Linked DNA regions of Ostrinia nubilalis: region 2 is linked to region 1. The links are chromatin contacts, called in public Hi-C maps. All regions are on one chromosome and are shown on one strand. The core of a region is the stretch at or near the end of the contact, and the rest is flanking DNA. Distances in the headings are between cores, read along the strand shown.

Region 1 (2,723 bases), core at 120-2,619:
AGTTACTTAATACCATTTCATCATCACTTTCCATCAGGTGAGATGAAGATGATGATAAAAACAATGAAAACTATACATACAAGTGAGCATTAAGAGTGTGAAAATATTTATCCCTTGTTTAGATTAATAAGCCAAATCATTATGGTCATTTAGGCCCAGAACAGACGGTGAAACGCAACTGGAACGAAACTGCAACTGCTAGTACTTTTGAGTTGCATCTAAGTTTCTGCCATAGCATCCGTTGAGAGACCACACATGACGCGACCAGTTTGAAACTTTCAGTTTCAGTTTCATTCATAAGAATCATCAGAAAGTTGCAGTTTCGTTGCAGTTGCGTTTCACCATCTGTTCTGGGCCTTAGTCTCTGCAGGAGCACATCTCTCTCTAGCAGAGCAATGAAGATTTGGTCCAAATTCCCAACATTGGCCATATTGCAACACAAAAATCTTATAATTAAGCCTTGAATTTTATGTAATTCAATGCCTGATTGAGCTATTGATTTACACTTTTAGGCTTACACTTGTGTGTTTTAATTCACTTCATTGATAACAATTTAAATACAATAAAATAATCTTATTTCTAATCACAATATAATAAACAAACTAGATTGCCACTTATCCTGTGAATCAAATATGATTCACACTGTAATTTATATCTGTATATTTTATCAGAGTAAAGAAAGTGAATTATGTTTTCTAAAATATGGAAGAAATTTTTAGAAACACAACTGATATGAAGTTGATCCCAATAAAAACTATAATCAAACTTGGTGTTACAGACTACCAAATAATACACTTGTTTTCTGTTCACACTTAAGTACATTATGAGAAGATAATAAGCATAGTATTTTCATGTTCTATAGCTAGAAAACCTACAATATTCACTCTTAAATTCAGCATAGTAGGCAAGAATGGCCATTACATGACTGCAGTTATTGAAATTAGTGGGGTCGGAGTTCAAAGTGTTGTGATTTGCATACTCTTTGCATTGATCCAACACTTCACACATACTATGCAGTTGTATGTTAGTAAACTGAAATTTAAGCTGAAAATCCTTTTGTAACCGTCTTGTAGATCAATATTTCTTATCAGATATGTAAAGCATGTACTAAGGCTGTGTATTGAGTGAATTGAGTCGTAAATTAAAGCCTATATGCGTTTTATTAGAAGTTAATGGGTAAAACTATAACAGATCTATACACTGTGCGTAGTAAGCAGTATCGTTTGTTCAGACGGTTTTAATAGGAACAAAAAGTTACCTGGATAGTTTACTGACTCGGCAATAACAAGAACATAAGCACAACAACAAATAATTAATTTATAACGCCGAAAACTATTTTCGCCACGAAATCATTGCCGTTTTGTCATACATGAACTGTCAATTTTTTGACAATGTCATTGTTTTTCTTTTTTTTAATATTAACTATCATGCAGACAACACAATTTTATCCAGGACCAAAAGCAAAAAATACACAAGAAAATTAAAATGATGGCTCGTAATTTACCGGCAATGCCCCTGATTGTTATAATTCGATTGTTAAAATAAATCGTATTAAGTACGTGTTCAGTCAGTTTGAGTTTGGATAAAGTTAAGGGTTAAGGGTAAAGTGTGTTGGCATTACTGGCAACATTATTGAATGAATGGTCATAGACAAAATATGCGAGGAACGAATGAACGACGACCGCTTGTCTCATTTCCTGCCCATTCACTCATTATTTTTCTCTTTCACTCTTTGAATTTTCAATCGAGTCCACCACGAGAGATGCTGAAAATTATAAAAACTATAGTTGTGTGAAGTCTTCAGCCGATCGATGCAGCTAAATTGGCCGGGCAGTAGGCACTAGGAACTATAATCATGGGGCCTGACCGCTACTTAGTGGAGGTCCTCCACTATCGGAGCCCCCATTTGATATGGGTTGAAGTAGTCTCAGAAAATAAAGAATACAACTACGAACAACTAGGAATATACGGTATTCTACCCTTTGAAAATACTATAGACTTGGAGAGCGGTAAAGAAAGCACCGTTTATCAGCGATGTCGAGATTGGGTGCCGGCTGTAACTTTAATGATGCAGGAAACGTTTGCTGACGCTAAGGAAGTATGGTTTTGCCCGACACACATAGATCGCAGGTAGGTTGAAAACATTGATAATACTTTTTCAATAATGCCGGATTGATTGAAATAATGGTCTATCGATTATTAGGAGCTTCTACAGCTACCAAAATAAAATATTTTTTTAGTACTTTTTGTCATTTTGTGTTCTTTGCGTATCCATAAAATTCATCCATTGATGTAGCTGCGCGAAAGACATGCTTATTATTATAATCTAATGATTATAGTTTGTCCAACATCACTGTTCTTTTACAATAATTAAAGTTGTTGCAAATCACAGGCGAGAGAGCTTTACATGTGTGGTGGCTCTCTACTGTTCATTCTTCAAAAGTTTTGATTACACTACGTTATGTGCATATAAATAAACATACACACACAAGTAAAGCTCACTCGCCTTCGTCCGTTGCAAGAACTATTCCTAAAGATAATATTTCCCAAAAAAAGGTAACTACAATCTCATTATAGCTACTGATTATTTAATTTCTCTTTTTATTAAAAATCACCAATTTTTCACATGGTGTGAAAATTTTTATTTTATTTTAGGATAAATTTTTGATGTATTGAATTTTATGTAGTTTAAAAGACAAATAAGCTTATTTATTGTTAATTGA
Region 2 (2,905 bases), core at 323-2,822, 560 kb before region 1:
CTGTTTAACATAGGCCTCCATGATTTCCATGTTAACCGGTTGGTAGCGGCTTGCATCCAGTTAAATTATTTTTTCACATTGCATTAAATGGATTTTATCCTTACCCTTTACCTACTAATTATTATGTGCACCTCTAGTGTCTAAAGGCATAGCAATGAATAGGAGAGCGGCAGATACAAAAAAATCCTCTATGTATCATGATTAATGCCATTGCTAAGTGATTTAGTAGCTATTATGTAGAACAGGAGGTCCTGGGTTCAACTACCTGCTAGGAGACAAAGTTAAAGTTCTTTGTGCAATGAAGTAAACATAATAAAATGTCAAGTTGGTTTTGCTTTGTCAAATTCTTATTTATTGCTCATAGTCTCACATTTTATTAATTCTTGTTAGACATAATTTCTTTTATTGCCTTAGTTATTATGCTAATTATTTGGTATTTAATTCAAAAAAGTTATTTGAACTGGGTGAAATACAGTTATTTTATTTGTTAGCAACTTACGTTTCTCCTGTTCCATAGAAATATACAAAATATTTCTTGCCATTCAGTCTTTGTACCTGAAACAAAAAATTTATTTATCAATCGAAAAGTTCAACATTATGAATTATAAATTAATACGAATAAAATGTTACCTACTTATGGTGCATCATACTAGAATAAATTTATTCTAAGGTTTGTTCTAAAACTAATTATTTTATTCATGAAAACTAGTAATTATCATTTTACATTATGTATTTACATATTTTTTCTAAATACTTTGAGTAGATGCTCATTATTGTTTAAAATACTAGGGATTTAAAATCAAACATATTCCAACAAAGAACTAAATTAGCATTTTAGTTTTTCAGTACAAAATTGGTTACAAGATGGCTGTAACAGTGATAACTGTTAAAGTTTTCAACAACATCGAATGTAGTTAATGTATTCGCAAACTGAGCACTGATAACATGTTAGATATTGTTAAACGATGCAGGGTAAGCGCACTGAGTGGGCGACGCGTTGGCAAATGGGTCCACAATGTTAATGTACATTTCTTGGTTTTATTGTAAGAGAAACTGGCTTTTGGATGGTTTAACAGGATCGTGGGGAACTGTGATGAGTTTAGAAGCTTGAAATGCTCACAATTTCACAAGCAATGCCACAAAATTCGGATGGAAAGCATCACTCAAATATGTCTTCCCGCGCTCATCCAATTAGAATTCATTACAGCGTTTTTGCAAGTTAGATTGCTCGTTACAAGCCCTGATAGCACTCACCCTGGCTGGCCATGCTGGATACCCTTTAACTTTGGCGAAAATGAAGTCTCCAGACTTGTATTCTCTCACTTTTTTTCCCATTTTGATAGAATGCCGCAAATCAAATAGCAAACGCTTCAGACGATACCAACACCGTAGCGCTAAATGGCTGGAATTTCAAAACACCACAGTTGTTTATTCACACAGTAATCGTCTATCCGTTAATAATATTATGTTGTATTATTCAGCGAAAATAACTAAAGACGCCAAGATAAGAAATAACCTTAAAAATCTTACCGCGGCAAAGGAATGACGGAAAAGAAATAAACATGGCGTTCCTCGGTGTTGCCATCACAGATTAGAGAGTATGGTTGCCATTTGATTGTATTTTTTTTTGTTTAACCCTTAAAATGCTTATTTTGTTTACGATTTACGGTTTTTGTGGGAGAAGCAGATTAGAACATCACTGTCGACATAAGTTTCTAGTCTATGGTATTAATGGTAATTTATTTTTCAGTTGGCAACACAGTTACAATGAGCGGTCGTGTCAGTCGAATGCTTCGGGCGAGCGTTTTCGCGTAAACTAATTGATTTCTTCTAATTAAATTATAGTGAATCATTGTGCTAGCGATGCAAGTGTGATGTGAGCCATGAGAATTAATATTGTGCATACATTGAATCGAGAGACTTCAAAATAGGGGGTGTAACAGGAAAACAAAAATGGCCTCGGGGGACAGTGATCATATCGAAGTTATGGATAGCACAGTCCCCAAAAAGACTGAAAGCGCAACCGGGCCATCGGGCTCCGAGGACGATGGTAGTGTACTTCTAAATCTAATAATACAACATCGGTTATACAACATACCAATGGCATAATCGTATTTCTCGGTCGAACATCTCGGATCAACCTAGTTGCTTATTTGTGCTCTTTCCATTTTCAGACCGCGATAAAGCCTCGATCGCTGAAAAAAATGCACCATACGACGTAAGTGAATGTTATTTTGTTTATGTACGTTGGTAATTTCATTCATAGTTCGCGAGAACATTTTGTTAGTTGGAGAAAGTAATAAATTGAATGCCTCAGCGGCTATCCGTTTAAATATGCAAGTTTTGTTCACTTGTACTGTTGAGAAATTGCTAGATAACGCGGGGATGACCACGGCGCGTCTGTGTACGCCTGTATGTATGTGTATGGTTGTTCTGTGGCCCAGTTATAGGCTACAATCATGAATGGTTTGTGGTATGATGTCAGTTAGTATGTTTTACTCCCACTTTTGCATGAAACTTTTTGTTTGTGTTATAATTTATTTTGTTTTCATAATCACATCAAATAATAAGGGTTTTTTAAAGTATAAATTACTTTAATACAGAGATATCTTTGTAAAACAGGTAGAGATTTAGTCAAAAACTCATCTTTCTTTTTATATTCAGGGTCATGGACATTTATTTGACATCAAATAGGTACCTACTACTGTAGTAAATATAAAGTTATCACCATAGAACTTGCTTGTTTCAAGGCTTTTCAACCTAAGAAGGTTAAAACAATGGTGGGATAGTTAAAACATCATCATCATCATCAACAGCCCTTTACAGTCCACTGCTGGACTATGAGCCTCCTCCACTATAGTGGAGGGTTTTGCCATAATCTCCACGCTAGGCAGGCGGGTTGGAG

Evidence for each region. Hi-C and Micro-C count contacts between places; a contact is called where the count stands out from the background.
Region 2: a Hi-C map of whole larva shows a contact between it and region 1, with 10 times the contacts expected there. The contact joins the promoter of LOC135085025 here to the promoter of LOC135084789 in region 1. A contact is called at or near these places in 2 of 5 Hi-C or Micro-C datasets (whole body and whole larva).

The regions. Positions count from the first base shown.
Region 1 is chr27:3,001,174-3,003,896 of ilOstNubi1.1, reverse strand. LOC135084789 (dymeclin) reads right to left here and starts at 1,369. Exons shown (of 25, transcript XM_063979527.1): 1 at 1,259-1,369. LOC135084852 (putative ATP-dependent RNA helicase TDRD12) reads left to right here and starts at 1,755. Exons shown (of 3, transcript XM_063979588.1): 1 at 1,755-2,130. The coding sequence starts at 1,856.
Region 2 is chr27:3,561,835-3,564,739 of ilOstNubi1.1, reverse strand. It overlaps LOC135085025 (myb-like protein X), which reads right to left and starts at 1,572. Exons shown (of 17, transcript XM_063979807.1): 1 at 1,531-1,572; 2 at 1,255-1,402; 3 at 500-555. The coding sequence starts at 1,335. It overlaps LOC135084746, which reads left to right and starts at 1,764. Exons shown (of 19, transcript XM_063979485.1): 1 at 1,764-2,050; 2 at 2,175-2,218. The coding sequence starts at 1,954.